2 separate regions of the Danio rerio genome follow, and region 1 is linked to region 2. Evidence: chromatin contacts called from public Micro-C data. All regions are on one chromosome and are shown on one strand. Each heading gives the region's core, a stretch centred on a gene start, on an enhancer-like site or on the middle of the called end of the contact. The rest is flanking DNA. Distances are from core to core; before and after follow the strand shown.

What was found. A called contact is a pair of places that touch in the nucleus more often than the background predicts.
Region 1: a contact with region 2 is called in a Micro-C map of caudal fin, with 2.9 times the contacts expected there. The contact joins two enhancer-like sites. A contact is called at or near these places in 2 of 18 Hi-C or Micro-C datasets (caudal fin and an unstated tissue) and 1 of 4 datasets of contacts at active chromatin or transcription factors (caudal fin).

What each region holds. Positions count from the first base shown.
Region 1 is chr8:18,266,594-18,271,139 of GRCz12tu, forward strand. It overlaps ttc39a (tetratricopeptide repeat domain 39A), which reads right to left. Exons shown (of 21, transcript XR_012384188.1): 6 at 608-651. Among named protein-coding and RNA genes, the nearest start is that of rnf11b, 24 kb to the left of the region's middle. Within about 2 kb of position 2,083, at least 16 of the 62 cell types and tissues checked have an H3K27ac peak or open chromatin away from gene starts, as enhancers often do. A contact at or near this core is called in caudal fin, where this site is marked.
Region 2 is chr8:18,227,062-18,231,408 of GRCz12tu, forward strand. All of the region lies in intron 1 of rnf11b (ring finger protein 11b), which reads right to left. Among named protein-coding and RNA genes, the nearest start is that of rnf11b, 15 kb to the right of the region's middle. Within about 2 kb of position 1,545, at least 24 of the 62 cell types and tissues checked have an H3K27ac peak or open chromatin away from gene starts, as enhancers often do. A contact at or near this core is called in caudal fin, where this site is marked.

The DNA of each region.
Region 1 (4,546 bases), core at 833-3,332, 40 kb after region 2:
ACACAGCCTTTTCAAAAAACATGATCTGGTCATCATGGATAGAGGAAGTGTTTGCAAAAACAGCGGCATCATATTAAAGGAATAATTTTTAAAGGGACAGTTCCCCCAAAAAATTAAACCTCATCTTTTGCGCTCCCTCCACTTATTCCAAATCTATGCAAGCTCACTTTTCTTGCTGAAGATAAAACACTTAAAAAATACTTTTGCTGCTTGTTTAAACTACTTATGGGGAGACAACTTATTTATTCTATGTTCAATTTATATAAATTTGTAAAACGATCAAGTTAAATTAATCCATTCGTGTTGGGACAACATGCAGAAATCATGTGAAACCTACAATGTTTTACATTGAAGAAGATATTTTGAAGAATGTTGGAACCAGCAGCCATTTATTTATTATTGTTTATTTATTTATTACAGTCACAGATAACTGGTTACCTGTTTCTAACATTCTTCAAAACATCATCTTTTGTGTTAAAACAGAAAAAATAAACACTAAAAGCTGAGAATGAAAAAAAAATGGAGATTATCGTTTTATTTTTGGGTGAATTATCTTTTTAAATAGCAACCAGTCATTTAGAGAAATATGAATATAACAGGCACCAACCTTCGGTGAAGTTTTTGCTGTTGAATGAAGACTTTTTGCGGTATCTGTAATAATACACACATCCTTATCAGTCTTGTCGTAAAAGAACACAATGATGCCTCAGTAGTGGTTACTAGGTAACACACACTGTTGGCACAGTTGATTGAGGCTGGTCTTGAGTTCTCTATTACAGTCTCACTGTGTAAAAGCTGGATACACTACAGCAGACAAACTTGCAGTCGACCCAATACCAAAAAGCCCAGCTTGATTCATTGTATCCCTGAGGCCACATAAATAGAGCAGTTGAATCAGAGGAAGAGACAATGGCAGTCTGGTTTCTGTCTGCCCCTGAGGGACTAACAAGAATTATTCTGTTTCTCCATTTGAAACTCTCATCTTTCTTGGAAATACTTTACGATGGTAATATATTATATATATTATATATAAGTTAAACATATATTTGTTACAAATAAATTATATAAATATTTTCATATTAGTCAATAATATTACTGAAATGCATTTAAAAACTGAATATATTTAAATTTATACAAGTAAATAAACAGAATCAATGATGGGCTGAAAATCTGCGGAATTCTGCGCGCAGATTTCGTGTGGGCCTACCCATGAGGGAGGGGCTTCATAGAAAAAAATAAAAAAATAATTCAACAGACCAAAAAGGTGTCAAATATGTGAAGACTAATGCAATTTAAATAAACAGGAAAACAAAAACAAAGAACGAATTGATTGGAAACACAATTGAGTAAAATAATTGATCCTTTTTTAAGGTTTGGAGTATATCTCCTCTAACTTATACTCCTCTAACTTATCCACTCTCCTCTAACTTATACTCATCCCAATCACTGCACTATTTAACATTTGCACATTTAAAATTTGCACATATTAATTGCACTAATTCACTTATTTGAACTGTACATACCCACTGCACATGGGCATTTGTAATGATGTACACACCCACTGTGCATATACATTTGTAATTATGTTTATCTATCTGCACACTTCTGATTATTAATAGCAACCTGTACATATATTCATTTATTGTAAATCTCTGTTCATAGCTAATACAACCTGTATATAATGTTCAGAGTACATTCATCTATAAATATCACCCTAGTTTATCTATACGTAACTGCACTTTATAACTTATACCTGTATCCTGCACTTGCTGCTATTGCACTGCTGGTTAGACCTAAACTGCATTTCATTGCATTGTACTTGTACATATGTAATGACAATAAACTTTAATCTAATCTAATATACCAGTAATACAACAAATCTACCTGATTGGACCAGTTAGGATCAAAGCAGTGATGTATATACAGTACATATTGTCCCTGAACTGGCTTTCTGTCCTGCACACTGTAATAAAAAGCTGAAGAGCAGCTATGAGTTTTGCGTGATCAGCTGACAGTGACGTTACAGAGCCACAGGGCCTGAATGACGTGGCAGAGTCACAGAGGGTGTGTGTGTGTGTGTGTGTGTGTGTGTGTGTGTGTGTGTGTGTGTGTGTGAGGGAAAAGACCAGACTGTCACACCCCTTCAACACAGTGTGTCGTGGGTCTCTGAAATTCCTCTGCCATCTGGGATGTGGTGACAGCCACGGCTAAATTCTGGCATTACGTCACTAATACAAATGACATAACCAAGAGGAATGCAAAAATGGTTCATGAATACCAGGAGTAGTGATTTGGTCTTAAAAAGGAATACAAGCTCTGTATAGATATATAATAGTATGATACTGTATGTAATAAACTCAAGACACAGGAGGTGAATAGGGTAAAACAAATATCACCAGGACTTGACATTAACTTTTTTGATCACCAGCCACTGTGGCTAGTAGTTTTCCAACATTACTAGCCACTAGCCATTTTCACTAGCCACAATTTTGTTGTTTGGAAAATATATTTTATATGAATAAATGTGACTGACATGCTAAGATCACTTGATTTAGATGTTATGTTATGGCCACATGCCTCCTCATTTATTTCACTGTTTGTGTGTGTTGTGTATGAGCTTGCTCACTGTGCATGAGCAAATGGGTTGCGTCGCATGGCAATTAGTTTTTATTTCACATGACTTTTTTAGGGCTCAAAATTAAGGATTTACCAAATGTATCTTTGACCACACCAAAAAGAAAGAAATAACTATTTCTTAGCCACACATTTTAAATGTGTCAAAACAAGCAAAATACAGCTGCATACATGCACTTTTTATTCAACAAAACCTTTTTTTTTTTTAATTGACATTTAAAAAGATCTAGTGTCATGTATCTACAATAAGCACAGTAATATGTCCTGACTAAAGGTCCCAGATCAGCAGTTACTACACATAAATGAGAAGTTATTAATAGTTATTTATATCTCATTTTAAAGCAATGTTATTGTAAAGGATGATAATTAAACTATATTAACAAAATAACTGTAAGCAAAAGAAAGCAGGTAAAAAAACATAATGTGTGTGAAAATGAAAGGATTATCACGTGTCTGACAATAATTAGAACCAAAGCAGTGGCTGCTGCTTAAAAAAAAGGATATATATATACATACATATACATATATACACATATATATATATATATATATATATATACACACACACACACACACACACACACACACACACACACACACACACACACACACACACACACACACACACACACACACACACACACACACACACACACACACACACACACACACACACATATATATACATACACATATATATATATATATACATATATATACACACACAGTTGAAGTCAGAATTATTAGCCCCCTTCAAATTTTTTTCTTCTTTTTTAAATATATTCCAAATGGTGTTTAACAGAGCAAAAAAATTTTCACAGTATGTCTGATAATATTTTTTCTTCTGGAAAAAGTCTTATTTGTTTAATTTCGACTAGAATAAAAGCCGTTTTTTACTTTTTAAACACCATTTTAGGGACAAAATTATTAGCCCCTTTAAGCTATATTTTTTCTCGATAACCTACAGAACAAACCATTTTTATACAATAACTTGCCTAATTACCCTAACCTGCCTAGTTACCCTAATAAACCTAGTTAAGCCTTTAAATGTCAATTTAAGCTGTATAGAAGTGTCTTAAAAAAGACAAGAAAAGTAAAATATTATTTACTGTCATCATGGTAAAAAGAAAATAAAACCATTATTAGAAATGAGTTATTAAAACTATTATGTTTAGAAATGTGTTGGAAAAAAAATTATCTCCGTCAAAAAGAAATTGGAGAAAAATAAACAAGCAGTCTAATAATTCAGGGGGCTAATAATTCTGACTTCAACTGTATGTGTGTGTATATATATATATATATATATATATATATATATATATATATATATATATATATATATATATATATATATATATATATATATATACACACACACACACACATATCTTTTTTTCCTCTCAATCTTGAGCTCTTAAAAGCAGCAGGACTGTGGGTACACAAGCATCGATTTTTGTCTGGTCTATTTCATTGAGAACCGATCGCACCTGTGTGCGCGAGTAATCATCCTCTCATAAGGTATTCACCTGATTTTAACACAGTTATTTTTGTCAGTCGTGCTGCTTCTTGATTCTACTGTAAGATCACATTTGCATGCACACTGGGCCATCCTTATTGTCGAGCCCTGTTTTAAAAAAACTAAAATGTAAAAATAATTTTCAACCAGCCAAAGTGGCTAGTGGGAGCGGCTGTCTTTCCCGCCAGAGCTGAAATCTACCCGCATATGGCAGGTTGACGGATGTTAATGTAAAGCCCTGAATATCACCCACGATACAGATAGGATTTGGGGAATCTATTATTAGAACATAAAACAAATAAAGGTTCTCACTTTATATAAGTTTTTGCATTGTATTTATATATTTTCTCATTATTATAATTATAATATTTACATATTATCTCCATGTGATTACAT
Region 2 (4,347 bases), core at 295-2,794:
ACATGGTTACATGTCACAAAACGAAAAAAATAGACAAAACATTATTCTATGCTATAATTATTTAATCCTTTAATTAAACGCAAAGCTAAAATAAAAACGGCAAAATGAAGCACACACTAACCTCCATATTATTAAGATGGTGTGAGAGCCATGCAACCAAATATGTAAAGACAAAATAAAGCTAAAGTTTTGCTTTGAAATTTCAAAATTTATTCTTAACTATAATATTTAGCATTAAAAAACACAAGAAAAGCTATAAACTATAAATGAGAATATAGAAGTATCGACTCAAGGCTGATGTTTACTTCTGCGCACGCGTATAGTCCAGCACAGCCTTCTCGCACATATCATTATATCAAATAGCCCTCGCCGTGGCTGACACGCAACTCAAAAAAGTAACTACACATCACAACAACACACAGAGAAAGCTCTGTGATTGGTTGGCTTGGTAGCTGTGCCGAGTGTGGGCAGTGCTGAAAGAGCCACATTGAGCAAGTGTTTACAAGTGTCGAGTCTCATAAAGGAGCTCCAGATGTTTTGTGTTTACCTTATGATTAAAGTTGTTGCCCGTCCTCAGTTCCCACCTCAGAATAAGCAAGTTTTAGCTACTTGTACATCATGGTGACGTTCAGAAAAAAACAAAACACCCGCAAAGAAACAACACAGAGGAACAAAGTGTTATTGCAGAGCAACACAAACAGCGCACAGAAGTATAAATGCACGACTACGCGCAAGGCAAGTGCCGTGGGTCACGCAAGCATAAACAGCCTTAAGGTCTGATTTGACCTTTAATTTGATCGTCAAGTTAATACACTTTTAGCACAAAAAGATATTAAATGAAATCAGCACATTAGACTTTGCAGTGTAAAAGCAGCCAAACAAAACTTAATGTTGAGTAACAAAAATCCTCACGATCAAACACAAATGACTTGAGAATGTCAAAACCTGTGATGGACAGACTCCTATTTCCTTCAAGCGGTTACAAACAAACTGATTCAGACTTATAAACAACAAAAGCTCAGAGCTACAGACACTTTGTCGAACAGAATCAGACACTCCAGCACCAAAACAAGTGCAAAAGAGAAAGATTTGATTCGCTTAGAGAAACAAACTGCCTGAAACAATGAGATGAAGGGAGCAAAGAGAGAGGAAAAAACGCAGAGCTGGTGAGCATGGAATTCTGTTTGGTCTGGTAGGCTTTGGGTGTTAAACCAAGCATGTGGTCCAGTATCCGGCCCTCATTACTAGAACAGTCCAGCGATCCGTTTTCTGCTCTTTCTCCTAAAAGCACCACTCCCTGCCTGGAATCACCAGACTAAACAAAACCTGAACATTTACACTAGCCTCTAAATCCCCAAAGATAACAGAAGAGAATCATAAAACAAAGTTATTCCTGATAACGGTGTCACCTACTGACTTCATCATCATCAGAAATAAATGTCAAAAGGTTGACTCTGTGCTTTCACAACAAACACGCATCAGTGCTCCACATTCCTGTGTGTGTATGTATCACTCCATTAGCCCGAAATAAGGCTACAGGCTAGCATGACTCAGCCAGACGCACATCCACCCTTCACAGCGGACAGAGACTTCAGTGAGCATTAGCAGGATGAGCTACGCTAGCATTGCCAGCACTACTGTTATTACCCAGCATTTGCTTCCAGAACTAAACATGAGCTAACACGACTTATTATAGAGAAGATGTTTTCTAAGATGCATAACTAACAACTGCTTCAATGATCCAATAAGAGCAACATTTATTTGGCACAACACACTAAGAGTAACAGTATGTAAAAACAATAAATAAATATAGTAATAAATGCCATGTTTATTTTAAACTACACATTTAATTTTGGAGGTTGATAAGATTTTTTATGCTCTTTTCTATAAACACAAGCTAAACAAAATTTACATATTCAATATATATCTATTTAAAAGAAACATTCAAATAATAAATAATACAGAAATTGCATAATCAAAATTTAATAAGCTCAAGAATTTTACATGAAGATTCACAAATAAATGTAGTATTATAGCTTAGGATACTCCGTCAAGTTCAGTGATTTCCTGATCTTTAATAGTGTGATTAACATTAGATGCAGTTTCTTATATTCCGACTTAATATAGCATTTATAAATGCCACATTTTAATTTACTTAACCCTTAAATTTAACAACAAATCTAAAAAAAAATGTCTAATTATTCATTTATTCCTTTTCCTCCAGCTTAGTCTCTATTTCAGAGGTTGCCACAGAGGAATAAACCACCAACTTAGCTACCATGTTTTACACAGGGGATGCCCTTCCAGCTGCAACCCGTACTGGAAAACACCCATACGCTAAACACAATTTAGCTTTCCCAATTTACTATTACAACCCCTAACAGCACACATCTGTGAACATGGGGAGAACATGCAAACTCCACACAGAAATGCCAACTGAACCAGTCAATGCTTGATCCAGCGACAATTTGTCTCTAACTGTGCATTCACATCGAAGGCAGCGAGAGCATCATAGTTCACTCTGGAATCTGGATGCCCTGGTGACAACACTCTGCCTTCACAGATCCATTGGCAAGAGCCACAAAATTCGCTACACTGATCTCGTATTTAAAGGGGTCGCTGCAGCATATCAGCAAATCAGTTACAATTCCATATAAAAAAAGTTATAGCATGAAAATGTTGCATGGCTTTTATCAAATTTGTTAAACTTTAGAAGATCAAGTTGTTGCGTGTGGTGTGGCTTTGCTCCACTTATCCAATATGTCCATATGTCTGAAATATTCTGAAGCAGCAATACTGTTTTGTACTGTCGTTTTAGTTGGCATGAGATTCCCACTTTAAAATAATAAACATTAATACACATCAGTAACTCGCAGGTAATTAAAAGTCCCTTTAAGAAAACATCAGGAAATCCAGCGGCCACAATATTCAAACCCTTGGGAACAACTGTGGTTGGAACCAAAGTTCACACAACTGGGTTCTCTGGATTCTTTTCAAGCGGACTTCTACATTCCGATTTCCTGCCACCAAACTGCATCATAGCTCATTACCATAAATTTGACTTGGGCTGTTTCTCAATATGCATTCTTCAGCCATCCTGCGTCCTCATGTTCTCGTATAACGTCATCATCAACTGTCAAAGTTCAGTTCCAAACTCAAAGACCGCAAGAACGGAGGACGTTTGACAGTTTCCGGATGTGTTCTTGATAGAGGATGCATCGATGCAGATTTGAACGCAAAACTTGCTTGAGAAGTCAGAAGTTATTGTGGCTGATGAAGGAGGTGGGAAGCACAGTATTTTATATACAAGTTCAGAGATATGACTTATTTGTTTCAGGAGTTTCCCTAAATGAAACGATGAAAGATACCATGAAAATCTTCAATAAAGCATAAACACATCAAGAGTGTCTATTTGCCGAAATTCATATTAAAATTAGTTTTATTTGTATTGTGCAACTTATATTTGTAAGGTCTTTATGAACAGTATATATTGTGAAAAGGGGAAAACAATAAATCGTTGTATGAATGTTGTAATGTTTAAGAAATTTTCCATTAAAACGTGTGAAGTTAATGTGACCATCAGGAAGAACCAGGAAGGAATGCAGCATCTCATTTCTCAGAGGACGTAGTCTCTGTTCTTCCAGTCTCTCGAGTTCGTTCTACCGAGGTAACTTGGCAAGACCGGTCTCCACAAAAACACAAGTCCGTTCTCTGTATTCTTGGATTTGAGAAACAGCCTTGATTTTAACTCCCCTCGATACCCACACAGGCGAAGATGTGCCGTTCCTCACCGCCAGTTCCCATTGAAAATTAATGACTTCCGGCTACTATGACGCTCTTGTCACTTTCGGTGTGAACGTACAGCGAGGCGACATTGTCAACCACTAAGCCACCATGCCACCCCACTGTCTAATTATGTTAAACAATTACAAAAAAAAAAAGTTGTGATTTCCCCCCAGCAGCTACAAGACATTCATTAAATACATATAAGGCTGAACTTTCAAAGTGCATGTTTACATCCAGTCTTATGAGAATAGACAATTTCTGCACCTGCTTTGCACTGAGGCAATCAACTCCTTTTCTTTTTCTGTCACACACACAAACACAGAGTTTGTTCTTTTGTCGTAGCAGTGAGGAGGTGGACGCTTATCTGAGCGCACGAAGGTTAAACAAACAGCTGTTTGAGTGCTACCAAGTCAGCGGTGTAGAAACAGTCTATAACAGCTCAGCACAAAACCTGATCTCCTTTAACACACATGAACACTCCTACACGCACAGGTACAGTATGTGTGTGTGCTTCATATTCCCATGGGCCACTTCCATTTTATGATAACCCTTGCTAGTGCT